Linked DNA regions of Mus musculus: all the other regions are linked to region 5. The links are chromatin contacts, called in public ChIA-PET, HiCAR-type, HiChIP or PLAC-seq and Micro-C maps. All regions are on one chromosome and are shown on one strand. Each heading gives the region's core, a stretch centred on a gene start, on an enhancer-like site or on the middle of the called end of the contact. The rest is flanking DNA. Distances are from core to core; before and after follow the strand shown. Region 1 holds the start of Ankrd10 (ankyrin repeat domain 10). Region 2 has its middle 23 kb from the start of Myo16. Region 3 holds the start of Myo16 (myosin XVI). Region 4 overlaps Myo16 (myosin XVI). Region 5 holds the start of Irs2 (insulin receptor substrate 2).

Region 1 (2,700 bases), core at 76-2,575, 630 kb before region 5:
CTTTAATCCCAGCAGAAGCAGGAGGATTTCTGAGTTCAAGGCCAGCCTGGTCTACAGAGTGAGTAGACCAGGCTGGGCTACACAGTGAAACCCTGTCTCGAAAAACCAAAATTAGAACAAAAAGAAAAAGAAAAAAGAAAAATTTCAAATTTTTTACAACCATAGCATTGTACCATTGGAAAGAGAATTTAGTAGTCAATTTTTCTAAAATTTCTTTCACCATGTGCCCAGCCTGCTCACGTGACTCATGCTTTACAGTTACAGACGCCAGGGCCTCTCGATTCTCTCTGGCATCCATTCCAATTAAGGCATACCGAAGTTAACTGGCTGCACCCTTGTTTTCGGGTTTTTAATGAGGAGCTGTGCTCCGCAGGCGCCCAATAAACACTAATTGGAGGAACTCAGGCAACCGCGGAAGCAGGCCAGGGCCGGCTGCCAGAGTCCTGAGTCCCCACTCGCGAGTGTGCCTGGCAGAGCAGCAGCTCTATTTAGAAGTAGCGCCTCAGGCATCGTCCTCAGCAGGAACCTGCGGCCGAGCTCCAACCGCTCCAGGTCACACCCACCAGCGCCAGGTCACGCCCAGCCGCCCCAGGAATCGACCAGAGCGCCGCTCCGCTCCAAATCCCAGACTCTCCTCCTTTAGTTAAGGCGTGGCTTTCAGCTGCCAATCACAGAGAGGCCGGCCTGGGCTTTGGCCTTGCCCCAGGCAAGGTTTACAGCCAGGGTCGTAGGCCTCCGGCTTCAGGCGAGGTCTCAGGCGCGGCCTCCTCAGGCTTCAGTCGCAGCCAAGTCTCCCCCCTCCTTTTTTTGTTTTGTTTTGTTTGTTTGTTTGTTTGTTTTTCGTGACAGGGTTTCTCTGTATAGCCCTGGCTGTCCTGGAACTGACTCTGTAGACCAGGCTGGCCTTGAACTCAGAAATCCACCTGCCTTTGACGCCCAAGTGCTGGGATTAAAGGCGTGCGCCACCACTGCCCGGCAAGTCTCGTCCCTCTAACCACACTAACGTGCAGGCCCACCCTCAACCCCTACACCTTCAGCGTTGGCATCAGTAGCGGCCTCCTCAAGCGGTGATCGCCTCCCAGCCCCTAACTTCACCACCAGACGCCTAAGGCGGCGTTCCTGCGCAGACCCTGAGAAGGCCCCGCCCTGCAGCCAAGGCCACGCCCTATCCCAGGCGCCAGCCTCAGCACCACCTGCGGGAGGCCCCACCCTATCCAGGCGCGGGCCTCGCCCCACCACGGGCGTCAGCAGCGGTCGGAGGCAGCGGACTGTTAGGCCCCACCCTCTCAAGGCGCAGGCTCCGCCCCGTGGCTCAGGTCCCGCCCTCAGTGCTCGCTGCGCTCGGATGCGGATGGGACGCGGCAGCAGCTCGCCTGTCCTTTGTGTTCGAGTGGCGGCAGCTTCGCAGGCCTTCACCGGCACATTCCTCTGGCCGATCAGTCGCGTGCTTCCTAGCGACCCATCATGTCAGCGGGAGCGGGCGCGGCCGTGGAGGCAGGCTTCTCCAGCGAGGAGCTGCTGTCGCTCCGCTTCCCGCTGCACCGCGCCTGCCGGGACGGGGACCTGGTCGCGCTCTGTTCGCTGCTGCCACACACGCCGCGCGCTCACCTGGCCGCTGAGGACTCCTTCTACGGCTGGACGCCCGTGCACTGGGCTGCGCACTTCGGCAAGGTGGGCGCGGGCACTTTAAGGCGCCATTTTCCGCGTGGTGTGCTGTTAGGGTCAGAGCGCACCCCACGGTGTCTGGAGAGCGCGGTCGGCAGCGGCAGCGCAACCCCTGAGAGTTCCAGGGCGCATGTGCGGTACCGCGCGGTCTGCGACCCAGGACGGTGGGGGGTGGGGGGCGCGGAAGCTGCTCAGACGCCGCGGGCGCCTCGAGGGCTTCAAGGCGCATGTGCGGCGGGCGGCGCGCGACCCAGGACCTCCGGGGGCGCGGGGAGTGTTGGGAGGCGGGGCGGAAATGGGGTCCGTCTCGCCGGCTCCCCCGAAGGATCCAGGGCGCATGTGCACACTTGTGGCTCTTCCGAGCGGGGCGGGCAGACTGCAGTTGAGGCCGTTTGCGCGGAGGCCGCCGGGCTTCGGGAATCGTGGCGAGGAGGAAACTGGGGGCCTCGCGCTTCTGTCTAATGGAAACCGGGTGCAGGGCCCCCTGAAGGCACGGAGGGATGGGCGCTGCCCTCGTAGCCGGGGGTGTCAAGTCTGCACCTGCTATGGCCGACGGCGGGGTCGCGGCCATGCCTATCGGCCCCCTCTCCACCGGGACCGTCCTGTGTAAGCTGCGCTAATTGGCCCCGTTCTCCTGGTGTTGAAAGGTGGCATGCAGTTGGGTGCAGGTAGTCGCTGGGAATCCACCTTCTCGTGGTCGCCTTAGTTAACCTGCACACAGAAGTGCTTCTGCGCCATAAAGCGGCAAAATTCACGCTGTACTGTTTACCAGAATTTGATCTAAAGCTAAAGGAGCATTTTCACGTCTACGGAGAACGAGTTGTAGACTTGACTTTGGAGACCAGTATTGTAGCGGAGGCGAGGACGTTGTAGTTCTGAGCTTTCCTATCTGAAACCTGGATGGTCTTAAGATACGGAACCATCTTGTTAACCCGTTCCAACTATTACGGAAAGCTCTTAGAGGCGAAAAGGCTGAGCCTTTCACCCCAGCCGGGCCATGTGTTACTGCTCTCCCTCCTGTAGGTTTCCAGCGTG
Region 2 (2,700 bases), core at 16-2,515, 880 kb after region 5:
GGACAGAGGTCAGGATATCTCACACAGATTCTTGAAACCCTCCACAGGAGATATACCATCTCCTCAAGCGCAAAGTTTATCAGTTCCAGACCTGTCTTCCCGATCCACTGAGCAGGAGGTGCACAGCTGGGTCTCTGAACCCTAACAACCGAGGTGTCAGGTACCTTAAGTTCTTAAGAAGACCTCTTCCAGGATGGCCTAGTCGGTCATCAGTGGGAGGAGAGGCCCTTGGTCCTGTGAAGGTTCTATGCCCCAGTACAAGGGGATGCCAGGGCCAGGAAACAGGAGTGGTGGGTTGGGGAGCAGGGAGGGGAGGGGATAGGGGATTTTTGGAGGGGAAACTAGGAAAGGGGACACCATTTGAAAGGTAAATAAAGAAAATGTCTAATAAAAACAAACAAACAAAAGGAAGACCTGTTTCTTTATCACGTCTTTCCAAGCCTGTGCGCACCTTCCTCGGGGTAAACCTCCCTGACCACACTTCTTTCTCTCTTCTCACCTCCTAATTACTTTATCTACTTGTGTTTGCTGACTGCACATAAATATTCGCCATCCTGTGCCAGGAAGTTGCCTTTCTATCCCTGTTACCTGTCCTTATCACCTTCCACTATTTCTAATCTTTATAAGTTAAATTCTGTGTGCCCTCTACTTTATTTACAGGTTTCTGCTGCCATTGCAATGAGGCTTCATCTCTGTCATTTTATTAAAGCCATTTTGGGGGGTCACTAATCATCTTTGTTGGTCCTAGAGTTTTGTAACAACCCTCTGTCCTGCCATCCATGGGAACATGGTCCTTTAGGAGCAGAGACTAAAGCCTCACCACATCCCAGGATTTCTAATGTTCTGATCTTAGACTCCCTTCAGGTCAATGATAAAATAAACTTCTGTTCTTTAGGCCACTTAGTCTGAGGTACTTTGTCATAGCAGCACTACAAGATGAACACAGCACCACGCATCCACTGAGAAAACTAAGCCGTGAGTTAGCATGGACTTGCACTGTGTATGAAGCCCGAACACGTATGGCTTTCTAAATTGTCCTCTGCCTGGCTCTCACTGGGCACTCAAGGACCCTCAGGGGAAAGGGCTAAGCAATGCTTAGCCAGTATGTATAGTTAGCTCTTTTTACCTCCCAAGACTTATTAGTACTCTGGGTATCAATTCACCACGAATGAATAATACTTTAAATGACATCAGCTTCCGCCAACATGAAGAGGTTACTATGGTGATGGAGCAAGTTCTTCAGAGCACAAAACAAATACCATGCTTGATATATTAGTCATCCAGGGAGAACAGCGGCAGGAGAGCTGCGGCATTCACTCCGTGAATGGCTGTCTATGCAGAGTCCGTGTCAGCAATTCTGCCCTGCTTTTCTGAATATCAAATCCGGGACGGTTGTACTGAGAATCTTGGCAGATTTACAAAAGTATTAACACTCATATTCAGAGACGTTTGTTTGTTGTTTTTGTTTGCTTTTCTACCTTATTTCTTGGGGTTCATATTTTTAACAGGTTCATGGGTGTTCTCTGCTCAAATGCCAAAAGGAACACCCTCCCCAGAGCTCCTTCCCCATTCGACTGTGAACTCAGTGAATTCCCTCTCTGGCCATTTAGACCTTACATTATCCTGATGCTAATTCCGGTTGGTGTTTTTAGTGTAAGTTGTTTCCTGTGAATGTTTCCTTGAGATTTTTTTTAATGGACACAATTGAGATAGTAAGGCTCCTTTTACTCATAGATTCCTCCAATTAATCTTGTTCAGAAAGGCTTTAAAACAGCAAAGAGACAAAATAAAGGACTGTCAAGACTGCAACAGGCAACCCTGTCTTCTAGGGTGAGGAGGAGACTTGGTTTGAGCACATGGAAGAGAATCCACCTCATCAGGAGCTGATGGCTGGAGAAAGGGGGAGAAAAGAGAAAAGACCCAACTCTGGGAAGCATCCCTAAAACCAAACCCCACCACAACCACAAGCATTCCTGCCTCAGCCATGTTATGCTGGTCATGATGGTTTGTATGTGCTCGGCCCAGGGAATGGCACTATTAGAATGTGTGGCCCTGTTGAAGTAGTTGTGGCCTTGTTGGAATAGGCATGTCACTGTGGGTGTGGACTTTAAGAGCCTCATCCTAGCTGCCTGGAAGCCAGGATTCTGCTAGCAACTTTCAGATGAAGATGTAGAACTCTTAGGTCTTTTTGCAGCATGCCTGCCTGGATGATGCCATGCTTCCTGCATTGATGATAATGGACTGAACCTATCAACCTGTAAGCCAGCCCCAATTAAATGTTCTTATAAGAGTTGCCTTAGTCATGGTATCTGCTCACAGCATTAAACCTTAACTAAGACACTGGTATACATAGGTCCTGTGCTGGTTTCTGATATGTGAGTAACAGGTCCGAGCCACATTCCTACCCTGTCTCTCAGTTTTATCCAGTCACGTCTGGTGCTGAATCATTTGAGTGGTACCTGGGACCTATGGGGGCAACAGGGAGGGAGGCTCCAACTGCTCCACCTCTCTGGGTAACTAATGTTCATGTCTATGCTCCCTTTCTTGTCAAACATGCTGCAAAGCTTGGTTTGCTAGCAAGATTCCTTGCCGTAAGCAATTTCTGTTCATGCTGGGGAGAAATTTTGTAAAATCACAGTTCTGATTGTTGCTTTGCTTCTGAGGATGTAAAAACGATGAAGGACCACCAGGATCCTAGCC
Region 3 (2,700 bases), core at 105-2,604, 860 kb after region 5:
CCCATGACTCTCAAAGAAAGTCCTACTTAAAGCGTCTCAGAAACACATGACACGTGCATGCATGTGTGCGTGCATGCATGCGTGCGTGCGTGCCTGTGTACACACACACACACACACACACACACACACGCGCGCGCGCGCGCGCGCTCGCACCTTGCACATACATGAGGGTAAAGACTGGTCCTTACACCGTCCTTTTTGTGGCGAGCACAGAACAGCCAGGTCTTGCTTGACCTGGCTTTTTGATGGCTTCTAAAGTGATCAATAGTCCCTTCAGGTGACAAGTGTTGAACACAAAGTCTTAACACACTGACCCCAAATCCATTCTGAGCCACAAGTGAGGAAAAGGCACAGATAGCTGGCCAGGTCTCTGAAAATCACTATTTCCTTTCAGAAGATGTTGAAGGTGTCCAAGAGACTAGTTAAAAGGAGGGCTTCTGCCTATCGAGGTGTTTAAGAAAGGAAAGGCAGCCTTTGTGGTCCTGGGACGCACAGAGCTGTAAGTCCTGACCTGCCCCTCACTTTGTCCCTGGCCTTAAGACAATGGGAGGTTGAGGCCAAGGGTCAGAGGGATATGTGCAAGAGGCGCCAGCTGGCAAGCTCTTGCCAGCATCATCTTTGTTCTCCCAAGTCTCATTTCCATCCCCAGAGAAGAGGAAGAAGTGCATCCCATCGCCCGGGAGCCTTTGCATAGGTGACAGCGCCACATCTCCCATGGCAACTAGAGGTTTCTTTCTACAAATTGCCAAATTTGCCTCCTTGTGGTTAAATCCAGAGTTCTAAGAAAGATTCTGGTCTTGGCCTCCTTTCCCACATCCCAAAGGTGGCAGGGTCCTTGCTGGAAAGGAATTAGAAACCGCTTCACCACTCCTCATGCCCCACGCCCCATGCCTGTCCAGCGCTCACTACAGCAGCTGGGACAAGCGCTGGCGACCCTGCGTGGTCCCTTCATGCTACAGGACCCGGAACCTCGGATTCTCCAAGTTCCCTACATGAGACACCCTGCCGCCGACCCTACCTGACGAAGAACGATCCCCGGTGCCCCGGGATCCAACAACGGACGGTCCCGGCGGTTCTGCTCTGCTCCTGGACGCCGGGTCACGGAGCAGACTGGCGGAGATGTGCTGCGCTGAGACGCGATGGGGACCCCGACTCCACCCGTTGGCAGCTCGCAGCCCCCGCCCCTCGGGCCGCAGCCGCGTCCCTGCCACTCGGTCCGAGCTCCGCCCCTCTCCCTACACAGTCCACAGCTGGGTTCCGTCCCTTCTGGTCCTCCTGGTTCCTTTGGGTCTCCACGCAAGAACAGGGCGGTCGCCTGGTCCTGGCGCCCTCCCGCCTCCCCGCCGCGCCCCGCGTCCCTCCCTCCTTCTCACGCGCTCTCACGCGTTCGCGGAGACCGCGCCTCCCAGGCTGGCTCTGCTACCCTCCCTCGGGGTCCTATCCCCTCCCCTTCTCCAAGGATGTGAGAAAGGGTCTAGCGCTTCAAACTTTTCCGCCCAGACTTCTGTAAGACCGCAGGGAACCGGATGGCAATGTGCACTGCACAGGGGCTCCCCTCGGACATCCCACCAGAACAAAGGCCATGCAGTCCTGGCAACTGTGGCAATTGTCCAGACAGAATGGGTGACCAATTTTAAAGCTACAGAAGCCAGTACAGTCTTCTATGTCTCTGCCATTAGATATTCTGCCTTAATAGGCTTGAAATTGGGAGTTTGGGCGCAGGACATTAGGAAAGCATGCCAGGACTGTAATGCATTCATTTGCCGTGACAAAATACAAGATGTGCCTGCCCCCTTAAAATTTGGTTTTGTGTCAGCTCTGTAAAGTTTGCTTGTCTGTATTTTACCAAAAGTGGAGAATGTTCTGTTAATTCTGGGATGGTGTGTGTGACTCTCTCTCTCTCTCTCTCTCTCTCTCTCTCTCTCTCTCTGTGTGTGTGTGTGTGTGTGTGTGTGTGCATGCACATGCACCCAGAGACCAGCACCGTATCAACGGGCACATGGATAAATGAGTGTGTAACTCAGGCTAGTTCTTGGACACATGCGGATAAACAGTACAGCACAAGCCCATATGACAACGGAGAAACTGCAGATAACTGGACTTAGTACACATTTTACACTTTGCATGTAGGTGTTATTCGAAACGGAGTTGGGTCTTTTAAAAGATGATCTAGGAATGTGGAGATAGATTCAATTAAACAGTTGAATTACCATTAAAACTATGGGGCGGGGGGCAGGAGGAGGTCTGTCTTTAAAAGTTCACTAAGCAGGAAACCTGAATTCAAATTCCACCTCCTAGAATCCATGTGAGAAGTCAAGTGTAGTTTAACCCCCCCCCCCCACACACACACACAATTACTACGAGGCTTGCAACCAACAGTAGCCAATATGACAAGCCTCAGGACAATAAGAGACCTTATTGTAAATAAGTGGACAGGGGAGACACCCGGAGTTGTCCTCTAGCTCCACATGCTCATGCATGTGCCCACACACACACCATGCACACAGAGCATACCCCACATGAAGCTCATGGGGTGTTGATATGGAGATTTTTTTCAATATATAAAGAAAGACTGGATGTTTAGTTATTTAAAGATAACTTGTAAAACCATTTGACAAAGTAATCCAACAACATCACCAATCACAATGTATCCTGGCAAGAATGACTGTAAATTACAATTCAAACAGGCACTTCACGATC
Region 4 (2,728 bases), core at 168-2,667, 530 kb after region 5:
GCTATAAATTTTTATCTCATCATAAAATTACAATGCCGAGTGCATACAGAGATTGCACGGTTTTAATTTTCTTGAGGGAAATAATATTGAAAGGGCATCGCTGAATGTACAGTAAAATCCCAAACACCTGTGGGTTCACACTGTTAGGCATAAACCCAAATGCAAAAGAATCTAGTAGTTTTGCAGAATTCTTTTTAATCAAGGTGTAACTACTGGCCACATGGGACAGGTCTAGCCCAGGAGAAAGAGAATGTCACATTAGCATAAGTTAAGGCAGTCATCTGCATGCTCTCTCTTTCAGCACAGGTTTTATGGCTTCCATAGATAGAGAAATCGCTGAATTGTCTCCACTTATCTTTCAGGGAAGTCTCTAAAGCGTGGAGGAAGAGCAGTAAGAGCTCGTAATACACCCAGAGTGGTCACAGCTGTCTTAATGCTGATCAACGTGTGCTAGGGAAAAGGCAAATAACGTATTTAAACACGTGTCACTAAGCCTGGCTCTGCATTCTAACACAAGCACGTCTATGAGATGTAAAAATGAATGGCAAACCAAACAGGGATATTTTAACACTTAGATAAGATAAGTCCATTGGCTTACCAATATTCTCATCATAGACAAAAATAGTAAACTGACTGGATGATCCCTTAATTCAGTTTGATAGCTCTGTCTATTCAAATTTTTGATTAGCCATGTGGCCTGTATATATTGCAGGCCTTAGACTACTGTGGAGGGGCTAGGATAGGTATATTTGAGGAAATATGTAAAAATAATCACTCCTACATGGAGGTAGCCTACTCCTTAACCCCCAGAAGAAACCATGATATCATGATGATATTTTTCTCAATTTTAAACTTCACGAGTGTACAACTGAGGGTCCCTGTCTTCACAGTCATGTCCTTATGGAATGAAACTCAAACTTGTTCAAGTAAAGCAATGTCTCCTTTCTTTCCTTTGTATGTGTGGACTCCGCAGAATGTAGATAATAAAGCATTGTTGACCCAGTAGGTGGAGGGAGATGAAGACATGGGGCAATGTGAATTGAGGGGCCTACTACCCACCAGAAACTCCTGTGTAGATGCTCTCTCCCAAACTCATGCTCACCAAGAATTATAGACTGTTATTTGCATTTTTTTTTAAGTGTTATTTGTTAGACTCAAGGGGGACACATTACATTATGCCCAAATCCTTAGGGGAAGAGGAAATGACCCATGAGATGCAGAATGACAGTCAGGAGAAATGCATTCACAACTCAGGGAATGACTACCTCCTGTTTGCAGAGAGGCCAGGAGGAACCTGCAGATGCCAGTGTTTGTACTTCCATCTTCCATTACTGGGAGGATACATTGCACTGGGATGAAGCCGCCCAGTTTCTGCTCTTCCGAAGCAAGAGCTCTAACAACCTCACCCGTCACTTGTGGTCTTGATGAGTCATCAGCCCTCACCAAAGGCCTACTTAGAAACCGACACGGTTCTGTTTACACACAAGGATGTGGTCAATGGGCAAGTGTCGGGCATCACGATGACAGTAAGGTGAGTGGAAAGCAGCATAGATTAGGTCAGGAACATGATGTTCAGAGAGATGCCCAGATCTAGGACAAAGGACACGGGATGTCCAGGTGAGGAAAAGCACAGGGGACAAAGAGATCAAGAAGGGCAGCAGTTAGCTCAGGATAGACCAACGAAGAGGAAGAAACTCTAAAATGCTACGCATCAACATGTTTCACTTTTCTTGTATGTAAACTGCCAGGAAACAATGAATGCTTGTATTCCCTTCCTCAGGCTGCTGCTGGAACCTGTAAACACAGTCTGGGCGAAAGAGAGGTCTGTGCACTTGTAGTTCTGGAGAGAGAAGATGGCTGGAGTTCTGGGGGTTTCTAGGCAGATCCATCCTGACTCTCTCATCCAGGGTGGATCAGGTCCTACTGCTCATGGCCTCTATCATTCTACTCATGGCCTGTTGGAGTTAGATGACTTCTCAGCCCTCTCTGCACACTACCATCAGAGTTGGATGACTATAGCCCCGAGACATACACTAAGACATCTGTTCTGAGCAAGGCCATTCCCAACTTAAATACACGAGAATCTGCTCACAGGAGTGTGGGATGTGTATTTCACAACTGAATCTTTATTTAAATTTCATTAACTTAAGCTTTAACTTTAGCCCCAGATCGATTTACAACTTCATAATCTGTTCACTTTTTCCTCACTGCAAAATGTAGGAGCTTCAAAGTACAATTTCTGAGTTAGAGTTAGTTTAGCCTTGCCTTAATGGAAATCCACCTCTCCTAAGAGCTGATATTGTCAAGCTGTAACTCTTCTTTCCTTCAAGATCCCGATTTCTAACAGCCAATCAACGCAGACACACTTGTGGGTTTAACGCTTATCTGTCACTTAAATCATCAGGGTAAGAGCAAATTCTAAAACAGGTAACTTCACATAAGATTTAAAATTGGCTAAAACAAACAATCAAACAAAAAGCCAAGCCCCCAAGCCCCCAAGCCCCGAAAGCTTTCTTTAATTCAAACATACGCTCATTAATGAGATCTTGTTAATATTTCATGCACAGCCTCTCCCCATTTACTTTAAAATATTTCTGTAATGGAGACAGGAAGCTGCACCATGCTCCTGGGGGTAATGAAACATTCAGATGTGTTTAGGAAGGATCATCAGACGGAATTCAGATAATGGTGCTTAAACATTCCTGAAAGGACCTCTGAGCTTCCGCCT
Region 5 (2,700 bases), core at 67-2,566:
GTGCAATTATTTTTCTTAAACATGTCATTGTAATTGCTACAATGATTTGTAAATTATGCAGGGCATTCCACCGCGAACTTCCAGGACTCAGAACAAAATAACCAAGGTTAAATTGTAAGATAAACTCTGGTCCTGAATTGTTTCATTTAGATACTTTCTCCCTAGATGGGCAAGGGTTTGTTTTGTTTACGCATCCAGAGCAGGGTTCCAAGCCCGCCTTCCGTGAGCGCGGACCATTGCCCTTCCTAGCGGCCCTCACGCTGTCAGTTAGGAGAGAAGACATGCAGGTGCTTATTTGCCCTCGACTTTGAAAGTCACAAAGGCCACGTAGATAGAGAAATTCAAAGCAGCAGTTCAAGGGCATCTTTGGCTTGGCGCTGTGCCCGCGGCCGCGCTCCTAGGTTCGGCGACGCCCGCCCATAGCCCGGGTGCTGGGTGAACACGGTTTGGGGCGCGGGCCGGGAGCGGTGAGGGCGCGGGGCGTGGGGAGGACGCCCGCCAGCACTCGCTCCCAGCTCCCCGCTCCCGCCCAGGCCCGCCCTTTCCCGGCACTATGGAAACCGCATTTTCCTACGCCAGCACGCCCTCCTCCTCTCTCCTATTACATCCAGAACAGGCGACTTCCACTTCCCGGGAACCTGACAAGTGAATGGCTCTGATGACGCCCCGGAAAGAGCCCACGGCCGGGGGCGGACGCCTGCGGAGGGTGGGGCGGGTTCCGGGGCGCCCCTCGATCGGCTCGCCGCCGGGAAAAGGCACCGAGCTGCCATCGACCCGGAGCTCGCGGGCAACGATGCTCGTAAACAAGCCGGGCCGCGCGCCTGCCACCCACAGCGGGCACCGCCCTGCGCCGCGCGCCCACCCCGGCTGCTGGGGTCCGACCGCCGCCCCGCACCAGATCCGACCTCCCGCCCCCGTTCCCCCTCCGCGGCGGAAGCCTGGGGCCAGTTAGTGGGACGCGAGGCGGGAGCACAAACCCCGCACCCGCCTTCTCCACGGCGGGCTTCCCGCCTTGGGTGGCATCGCCCCCGCCCGCATCCACAACGAGCCCCTGATTAATGAGCCCGGCCCGGCCCCCGCCGAGCCCCGGCCCGGCCTCGGAGAGGGGGAGGGAGGGGACGGCGGGAAACGCAGCCCGGTGTCGGTCCGCCTCCCCCCCCCCCCCGTGCCTCACGCTCATTGGTCCGTCTCGCTGTCCGTCGGGGAACGCGGCGCCAATGCAGGGCTGCGGGGCGGGGCGTCCGCGCGAGTGTGCCTGCGTAACGCAGAGTCACGTGTTGTTTTGCTCTTAGTTCAGTCACTCGGTGCGCGATGTGTTACTCACTGTGCGGCGGGGACCGCGACAAGCCCGGGTCGTCGTTGGTGGCAGCAGCAGCAGCGGCAGCAACGGCAGCAGCGGCCCCAGTGGCAGTGTGGGCCCCGAGTGTCCGGACGCAGACCGTCGTCGCGCAGTGCAGAACGGTGGCAGCAGACGGGCCGCGCGCGTTCTAAGCTCGGCCCCGCGACTCGGGGACCCCGACTCTCGACCCAGCCAGCCAGTCCCCGGGCGCCGCCCGAGAGCCCGGGAAGCAGCGGCAGCGGACAGTCGAAGCGGGGGGGTGGCCATCGCCCGCACCGAGCATCCTTCGGAGCGGCGGAGGGCCCTGCGCCACCGAGCCGCGCGCGCCTCCTAGCCCACCGCCTGGGCCCGGGGGACGCGCGCGCGTGGCCGGGCGGCCGGGCGACGGGTGGCGGGGAGCCGCCCCCGCCCGCGCCCCTCGGCCCTCGCCATCCCCTGTTCGCCCAGCCGGGCAGAGAGACCTGAAGCGGCGGCGATGGCTAGCGCGCCCCTGCCTGGGCCCCCCGCGTCGGCGGGCGGGGACGGCCCGAACCTCAATAACAACAACAACAACAACAACCACAGCGTGCGCAAGTGCGGCTACCTGCGCAAGCAGAAGCACGGCCACAAGCGCTTTTTCGTGTTGCGCGGCCCCGGCACGGGCGGCGACGAGGCATCCGCGGCTGGGGGGTCGCCGCCGCAGCCTCCGCGGCTGGAGTACTACGAGAGCGAGAAGAAGTGGAGGAGCAAGGCGGGCGCGCCGAAGCGAGTGATCGCGCTCGACTGCTGTCTGAACATCAACAAGCGCGCGGACGCCAAGCACAAGTACCTGATCGCCCTCTACACCAAGGACGAGTACTTCGCTGTAGCGGCGGAGAACGAGCAGGAGCAGGAGGGCTGGTACCGCGCACTCACCGACTTGGTCAGCGAAGGCCGCTCTGGCGAGGGGGGCTCGGGCACCACCGGAGGCTCTTGCAGCGCCTCTCTCCCGGGCGTCCTGGGCGGCTCAGCGGGCGCCGCTGGCTGCGATGACAACTACGGGCTCGTGACACCCGCCACGGCCGTCTACCGCGAGGTGTGGCAGGTGAACCTGAAACCTAAGGGACTGGGCCAGAGCAAGAACCTGACTGGTGTATACCGCCTATGCCTGTCTGCGCGCACCATCGGCTTCGTGAAGCTCAATTGCGAACAGCCGTCGGTGACGCTGCAGCTTATGAACATTCGCCGCTGCGGCCACTCGGACAGCTTCTTCTTCATCGAGGTGGGCCGTTCGGCCGTCACCGGTCCCGGGGAGCTGTGGATGCAAGCCGACGACTCGGTGGTGGCGCAGAACATCCATGAGACCATCCTAGAAGCTATGAAGGCACTCAAAGAGCTCTTCG

What was found. A called contact is a pair of places that touch in the nucleus more often than the background predicts. ChIA-PET counts read pairs in DNA pulled down with a chosen protein or histone mark. HiCAR-type assays count read pairs that join an accessible place to other places. HiChIP or PLAC-seq counts read pairs in DNA pulled down with a chosen protein or histone mark.
Region 1: a Micro-C map of embryonic stem cells shows a contact between it and region 5, with 9 times the contacts expected there. The contact joins the promoter of Ankrd10 here to the promoter of Irs2 in region 5. A contact is called at or near these places in 12 of 484 Hi-C or Micro-C datasets (CD4 T cells, CD8 T cells, double positive thymocytes and 5 more) and 2 of 115 datasets of contacts at active chromatin or transcription factors (memory CD8 T cells and pancreatic cancer cells).
Region 2: a contact with region 5 is called in an HNF4G HiChIP or PLAC-seq map of pancreatic cancer cells. The contact joins the enhancer-like site here to the promoter of Irs2 in region 5. A contact is called at or near these places in 2 of 39 promoter capture datasets (hippocampal neurons and stem cell-derived epiblast-like cells) and 5 of 115 datasets of contacts at active chromatin or transcription factors (embryonic forebrain, forebrain, neural tube and 2 more).
Region 3: a HiCAR-type map of astrocytes shows a contact between it and region 5, with 2.8 times the contacts expected there. The contact joins the promoter of Myo16 here to the promoter of Irs2 in region 5. A contact is called at or near these places in 2 of 39 promoter capture datasets (hippocampal neurons and stem cell-derived epiblast-like cells) and 3 of 115 datasets of contacts at active chromatin or transcription factors (astrocytes, embryonic forebrain and neural tube).
Region 4: a contact with region 5 is called in an RNA polymerase II ChIA-PET map of memory CD8 T cells, with 296 read pairs. The contact joins the enhancer-like site here to the promoter of Irs2 in region 5. A contact is called at or near these places in 3 of 39 promoter capture datasets (the C10 cell line, liver and neural stem cells), 5 of 484 Hi-C or Micro-C datasets (the MNK3 cell line, the N1E-115 cell line, Th2 cells and 2 more), 24 of 115 datasets of contacts at active chromatin or transcription factors (CD8 T cells, DN3 thymocytes, SST interneurons and 19 more) and 1 of 9 other capture datasets (embryonic stem cells).

What each region holds. Positions count from the first base shown.
Region 1 is chr8:11,634,382-11,637,081 of GRCm38.p6, reverse strand. It overlaps Ankrd10 (ankyrin repeat domain 10), which reads left to right and starts at 1,325. Exons shown (of 6, transcript NM_133971.3): 1 at 1,325-1,671. The coding sequence starts at 1,465. It overlaps Mir7238 (microRNA 7238), which reads left to right and starts at 1,346; the gene lies at 1,346-1,388.
Region 2 is chr8:10,129,581-10,132,280 of GRCm38.p6, reverse strand. No RefSeq gene overlaps it. Among named protein-coding and RNA genes, the nearest start is that of Myo16, 23 kb to the left of the region's middle. Within about 2 kb of position 1,265, at least 61 of the 459 cell types and tissues checked have an H3K27ac peak or open chromatin away from gene starts, as enhancers often do. A contact at or near this core is called in pancreatic cancer cells and stem cell-derived neural progenitor cells, where this site is marked.
Region 3 is chr8:10,152,565-10,155,264 of GRCm38.p6, reverse strand. Myo16 (myosin XVI) reads right to left here and starts at 1,354. Exons shown (of 35, transcript NM_001319151.1): 1 at 1,019-1,354.
Region 4 is chr8:10,479,775-10,482,502 of GRCm38.p6, reverse strand. The region is part of intron 23 of Myo16 (myosin XVI); the gene reads right to left. Among named protein-coding and RNA genes, the nearest start is that of Gm51561, 51 kb to the right of the region's middle. Within about 2 kb of position 1,417, at least 33 of the 459 cell types and tissues checked have an H3K27ac peak or open chromatin away from gene starts, as enhancers often do. A contact at or near this core is called in CD8 T cells, DN3 thymocytes, the MNK3 cell line and 4 more, where this site is marked.
Region 5 is chr8:11,007,545-11,010,244 of GRCm38.p6, reverse strand. Irs2 (insulin receptor substrate 2) reads left to right here and starts at 1,316. Exons shown (of 2, transcript NM_001081212.2): 1 at 1,316-2,700. The coding sequence starts at 1,815. It overlaps 9530052E02Rik (RIKEN cDNA 9530052E02 gene), which reads right to left and starts at 2,395. Exons shown (of 5, transcript NR_046017.1): 1 at 2,234-2,395.